Regions from separate parts of the Ovis aries genome. Here region 2 is linked to region 1. A link is a contact called in public Hi-C data. All regions are on one chromosome and are shown on one strand. The core of a region is the stretch at or near the end of the contact, and the rest is flanking DNA. Distances in the headings are between cores, read along the strand shown. Region 1 overlaps LOC101114275 (ribonuclease 4). Region 2 holds the start of LOC101116235 (olfactory receptor 6S1).

Region 1 (3,361 bases), core at 574-3,073:
CCTCTAGCTCTTACAGAGGACTGCAGGAAGAGGAACTCAAGCTTATTCTTAGGAGCTTCTTGCACTGGGAACAAATAGGATTATTCTCAGAGGATATTTTTCAGTTTCCCTGAGTACATACCTACGCTGATACACCATAGGCAAATGGTATTACCATGCGGTAAAACAAGCAAACAAAATACCTTAGATCTCTTCATCAAATCAAAGGCTTTATAATTTCCTCTATTGATTTCTTAATATCTTCTTCAAAAGAAGAAAGCTGCTATCACCTCTCAAGAGCAGTCAACCCAAACTGTAAAACTCAAACATTTTAGGAATGGTGTGTTACAGACACTCAGCATACCCAGAGAGCAAATATTGTGTTTCTTTCTGGGGCACAATTTTAACTCAATGACAGATAATTAAAAATAGAATTAAATAGGCATGCTGCTGCTGCTGCTGCTGCTAAGTCGCTTCAGTCGTGTCCGACTCTGTGCAACCCCATAGACAGCAGCCCACCAGGCTCCACCATCCCTGGGATTCTGCAGGCAAGAACACTGGATAGAATATAATAAAAGAAGTCGCAAATTGCTTACAAGACTTTATGTCTTCTGAAACATGAGAACTGAAAGATATTTGTTGTTTATAGCAGGTAGTTTCTGCTCTACCTTCAGTTCTTTGGAAAAAAAATGTGACAAACAGGGCCTTTTTATAAACCACCATCGTTCTGCTCCACATCTCGCCAAATATATGCGAATGCCCTCACATCCAACAACAAAAATAACTTTCCGCTGTAAATTGGAATTTTTACTGTAAATTGATTTTTATAAGTTTTGTTTTTCAAATTGTTTTCCCATGAGTAACGCATTCATTTTATAATTGGCTATGATTTCTTGGCAATTATCACACATGCTGAGAAATTCTTAAATGGGACAAAGATTTGACCTTCAATTTATTTTTAACTGTACTATAATCTTTATGAATTCTAAATTTAAAAATAAACAGTATAGTCATGGACATTGAATTATTTTTATATTGTGCTTTTCTTACGTGTAAATCAATAAACATTTTCATGTTAAATATTTTTATAGCCCTTAAAGAGACCACCAATTATAACACCAAACCTGTAGTGATGCCAAACAGTCCTGGGAGCACAACTGTGACTCTAGAAAGACAAAAGGATTCAGGGTTCCGCTGGTTACATACGAAGGCACGTGAGCCTACATAAGAAGGTTGAGCGAAATGATCTCTCTTTCTAATCAGCATCTGGCATTGATCTACCTTTGTCTGTTTTATCTTTTCTATAGACAAATTTGGTATACTACCAAAGAATTACCAAATTATACCCTAAGATTCTTTGGTCATTCCTCAATACTGAAAGATAGAAATAGCCTCTGAAGTGGTTTCCATTAGGCACATAAGAGTATCATTTATAATAGAATCAGCAAAAGTATTTTGAGGAGGTTAACAAGAAAGTGGTAGACGGCTGGGAGAGTCACACCTCCGCCACAGCCGCTGGGCTGCCTGCCCCCCTTGCACTAAGCTCTTTACCTTTTCATGGTGTTTCAGTCTCCTGGGTGTGTTTTCTTTTTCTACTGTTTTGGAAGACACTTTTCTTGAATTGTAATCAGTTAAGTCTCCTGCTCTGCAATGGACAAATATTACCTTTTAATGTCAAAAGGAGTTGTAGAATGGCAGGCTGTCAAGGTTGGAAGTATCCTTCACTGTGAACAGAGATCAGAATCCCAGAGTCCAAAAATTTAGTAGAACCTGAGCTGGTAGTACCTGAAAGAGTCATTAGGTGGCAGTGATGGATAGGAATGTCTTCTCCCTTGCTTGGCGGTAACAGTGGGTCCCTGTAGGCAGAATCAGTATTGTACAGAGAATATTGCTGATCACAGCAGAGGGTGTGAGCTGGCAGGCCTGGCCACAGTCTCTGTCCAAACAGTCTATGCCTTAGATATTAAGACCAAGGACACCTCACTAGATACGAGTGTCAAAGCAAAAGTCACAAAGCTCAGGATATCACAAATAAAGATTCAGCTGTCATCAGGTTTCATGCCTGCCATTCCCAAACCATTATTCATGGGATCTTAAGCAAACAGTTACCTATTCACTTATAAATGTTTCTTGCATCACCACTCAGTCGTTACCGACTCTCTGTGACCTCATGGACAGCAGCCCACCAGGATCATCTGTCCACAGCATCATTTCGGCAAGAATACTGGAGTAGGTTGCCATGCCCTCCTCCAGAATAAGTGTTTCCTACTGGCGCATAATCTACAACAGGGCAGAGAGCATATTACCCACTTTGAATCATACTACATGCCTCAGAGCACACCCGCAATATATATATATTTTTAATGACTGATTTCATTTTCCTCTTCAAACCTAAATTTGCTTATCTATAAAATGAGAGTTGCTCACTGTAAAAGTCTGAAATTCCGTGGTTCTCATTAAGGCATCAGGGAATGTTTCTAGTTTCATAGCAAATGTCCAGTGACCATGGAATTATAAAGATAAGTTTGTATGGATTTAGTTGGTGGCACAGCCATCAGCTGAAAGAAAGATGATAGGAAGATGTGAGCCCAGTCTCACTGGTATGTATCTTCCCTTAAGGCTCAGGGTATAAGCCCAGCCCTCTTCACCTCTAGTTAAGGTGCTGACCCTACCTCAGGGCTTGGCACCCTAAAAAGGTACTTGTTTGTTGGGAGGTTGAAGGCCTTCATGTTCCAGTCTGGGGAGGTAAAGGAATATCTTTATTTCTGATTTACAAAATTTGCAAAATTAATCCTGTAACAATTCAGCTGAAGTTTGCTTAGACTTATTGTAATTTTGACTCCCTGAGACATCCAGAAACGAAACCCCAACAAACACACTATGGCCACCTCTGTCTAACATCTGCTCCCCCACTTCACACATTGTTTTCAATTCTCACATGTTTGCAATTCGAAACTTCTGGAAACGAGATGTAAAATGGAATTGGGAAAAAAACAAATAAGAGACAGAATGTTTGTGGCACAGAAGTGAATCTGCCTAGGCAAATGGTACAGAGCCTCACGTTTGGTCAAGGATAGTCAGACTCATTTACATAGATCCTTCTAGACCCAAGCACGTAATTAGCAGTGGAATTTATTTCAAATGTTCTTTAGATTTTTATCCTGTGTCTCAAACCAATCCCTTGGTCTTTATAAAAATTAACATTCTCGTCCTCTCCAACAGGCAATATTTTGTATTCAAGGGAGCCATCAAACTTCATGTACCAGAGAATTACCCCCAACCTTTGATGATGATGAGTAATTACGGTCAGTGCACCTTCTTTTGATCTTGGGATGTGTTCCACTTCACTTTCAAAGAGCACCCAAAACTTTCTTTCTTCCTT
Region 2 (3,361 bases), core at 297-2,796, 53 kb after region 1:
AGGACTTAATTTCTGAATTTATTAGAAATTCAGGAATTCCTAATTTTGTCTCTGGCAAAATTAATAGGGCCAAAGTTTGAAGAGACTTAGCTTGGTATTATGGACTGAAAAAGCTTGAGAAACTCATCTTAACATTCCCCAGAATATTTGGCTTGAAGTTGGCACTAAATTAAAATATGCGAATAACTGACTGATTGAATCAGTGTGGTTTATCCCTATTCTCCCTTTTAAATATAACTTGCTTTAAATAGGCAAGCACTTCGTGACAAACTGAGTTCTGTTAGACCGTTGGGTTGCAGGAGAAAGTCTCCATGAAAAGGCAATATTGTGTAATAAATGTACTAATGGCCTAGATTCCTATGACTCATTCTACAGCTGAGCAGATAAAGACAAACAAGGCTGGATTAATTGACTGTCTTCCAAGGGAAGTGGCAAGACAAACGTAGACTCTGGTGCCCTAACTTAGAGCCCAGAGCTTTCTCTATCACATCGTTTGTCAGCTAAACGCTGGCAACTCTTTGCATTATGAATTCATTTGCTCCTTACAGCATTTTACAATTGAGTTGCACAGAAATGTTAAGTAACTTTTCCAAGGCTACTCTGCTAGTAAGTGTAGATGCTGGGATTCAAAGCCAGGCAGTCTGGCTTAAGTTCTGGTTGAATGGGAATCACATGCTTCACAAAATCATTTTTCTTAATTTTTGTCCAGCTCAATGGATATTGTTATTATAATAATGAGATATCACCATTTGGGATCTTAGAATAGTAGATGTGAAGATGGAACCTCCTGTCATCTTCACACCTTAGTTTTAGCTACCCTTTATAGGAAATCTTCTTCAGCTCTAAAAATCAATTAGATGAGGACCTCAGGTCCTTCAAATCATTTAAAAAAATTTTTATTGGAGTATAGTTGACTTACAATGCTGTGTTAGTTTCAGCTGTACAGCAAACTGAATCAGTTATACGTGTACATATATCCACTCCTTTTAGATTCTTTTCCCATTTAGGCCATTACAGAGTATTGAGTAGAGTTCCCTGTGCTATGTAGTAGGCCCTTACTAGTTATCTATTTTATATATAGTAGTGTGTATATGTCAATCCCAATCTCCCAATTTATCCCTCCCCCTACTCCTTCATAACCATAAGGTTTATTGTTTTACATCTGTAACTCTAGTTCTGTTTTATAGATAAATTCATTCATCATACCCTTTTTTTTTTAGAATGCACATTTAAGTCATAGCATACAACATTTCTCTTTCTCTGGTTTGCGTCACCAGTATGACACTCTCTAGGTCCACCCGCGTCGCTGCAAATGGCATTATTTCATTCTTCTTTGTGACTGAGTAATATTGCATTGCATATATGAGTCACATCTTCTTTATCCATTTGTCTGCTGATGGACATTTAGGTTCTTCAAGTATTAACAGGATCTGTGACTAGAGAAAGTGGAGCTTCGTGTGCCATATCATGATAAAATAAATTTTCGGATTGTTTGGAGAATCCTCACCAGGACTGTGTTCATGCTATTGCACAGATGGGAAAGATAATGGCTCCTGGTGGAAACCAGAGCAGTGGTATAACCGAGTTCATCCTGGCGGGTTTCCCAAATCTCAATAGCACGAAAGCAGAACTGTTTTCCGTCTTCCTTCTTGTTTATCTGCTGACTCTAACAGGTAATGTGTTGATCGTCGGGGTGATAGGAGCTGATACTCGCCTGCAGACTCCCATGTACTTCTTTCTAGGTAACTTGTCCTGCCTAGAGATTCTGCTCACTTCTGTCATTATTCCCAAGATGCTGAGCAATTTCCTCTCAGGGTAAAACACTATTTCCTTTGCTGCATGTATTACCCAGTTCTATCTCTACTTCTTTCTTGGGGCCTCTGAGTTCCTACTGTTGGCTGTCATGTCAGGGGATCGCTACCTGGCCATCTGTCATCCTCTGCGATACCCCTTGCTCGTGAACGGGGCTGTGTGCTTCCGAGTGGCCTTGGCCTGCTGGGTCGGGGGGCTCCTTGCAGTGCTTGGCCCCACAGTGGCTGTGGCCTTGCTTCCTTTCTGTGAACAGGATGCTGTGGCGCAGCACTTCTTCTGTGACAGTGGCCCTCTGCTCCGCCTGGCATGCACCAACACCAAGGAGCTGGAGGAAACGGACTTTGTCTTAGCGTCTCTTGTCATCATAGCCTCACTGATGATTACTGCCGTGCCCTATGGTCACATAGTCCTGGCTGTCCTGCGCATCCCCTCAGTTTCAGGCCGGCAGAAGGCTTTCTCTACCTGTACCTCCCACTTGATGGTGGTGACCCTCTTCTATGGAAGTGCCATTTTCCTATACGTGCGGCCATCACAGAGTGGTTCTGTGGATACCAACTGGGCAGTGACAGTGGTAACAACCTTTGTGACACTGCTGCTGAACCCATTCATCTATGCCTTACGGAACGAGCGAGTAAGACAAGCTTTGAAGGACGTGTTTAAGAAGGTAATAGCAGGATTTTGGTGGCATCTTTCACTTGCTAAGAGTTTCAACAAGAAAACAGTGAGGTGAAAGTGAGGGGACGTCATCACTTAAGGGATGTCCTATGTCCAAGCCTTCTTTGTTATCTTCTCATTGTCTCCTCATCATGGATATTACCACACGACCAAATTTTGGAACCACTAAAGAACTACAAAGGCATCAAATCCATCCTTCTTCTCTTTCAGGCAAAATTCCTTGATTCTATCTCATATAAATTCACATTATTATTGATTTATCGTACTCAATACCATTATAAGAACCTCCAACCTGTGCAATCTTAACCTATGGGTCCATAGTCACCAGAGAATCTAAGAATGAGCTTCAGAAAGTGTATAAGCACTATTATTATGTAAACGTATATATCTGAGCCTATATGCGCTTGTCTGGGAAGAGGATATATAGCTTTAATTCAATTCCTAAAGAGTTCGTGTAGGATTGTCACCAAAAGTTAAAAACTAATTCTCATTAGAGTCTTTAAATTATTTATGAAAATCAAGAATCTTAAGAAAAATGCCCTATAATCATAGAAATAAATAGATTAACTGTATATTTTTGTACATACTTTCTGAAAAAAATTGCATTCACTGTTAGGTGGAAAAGAGGTAAAACAAATTTAATAAGGGACTTATTTTCTTCATGGCAATTTCAGATGCCTTTGGAAAAGCAGATCAAAAAGGAAGCTTATGAATAGTAGCATTTAATGTGGTTTTCTAATTTACACTGTATTATAAAGGTGAATTAAAGATATATTCATTCATTTTATCAGTGGATTATGTTGCTTTCATTTGTCCATCTTTTTATTACATTTGAATATCTGTTGTCCTCATTCATCTTTTATTTTTAGTAAAA

The links. Hi-C and Micro-C count contacts between places; a contact is called where the count stands out from the background.
Region 2: a contact with region 1 is called in a Hi-C map of liver, with 1.9 times the contacts expected there. The contact joins the promoter of LOC101116235 here to the enhancer-like site in region 1. A contact is called at or near these places in 3 of 16 Hi-C or Micro-C datasets (blood, liver and muscle).

The regions. Positions count from the first base shown.
Region 1 is chr7:24,694,713-24,698,073 of ARS-UI_Ramb_v3.0, forward strand. The region is part of intron 1 of LOC101114275 (ribonuclease 4); the gene reads right to left. All of the region lies in intron 1 of LOC101114959 (angiogenin-2-like), which reads right to left. All of the region lies in intron 1 of LOC105615654 (angiogenin-1-like), which reads right to left. Among named protein-coding and RNA genes, the nearest start is that of TRNAP-UGG, 8.8 kb to the right of the region's middle. Within about 2 kb of position 1,824, at least 6 of the 54 cell types and tissues checked have an H3K27ac peak or open chromatin away from gene starts, as enhancers often do. A contact at or near this core is called in liver, where this site is marked.
Region 2 is chr7:24,747,599-24,750,959 of ARS-UI_Ramb_v3.0, forward strand. It overlaps LOC101116235 (olfactory receptor 6S1), which reads left to right and starts at 1,547. Exons shown (of 1, transcript XM_012181063.4): 1 at 1,547-3,274. The coding sequence starts at 1,547. The coding sequence ends at 2,542.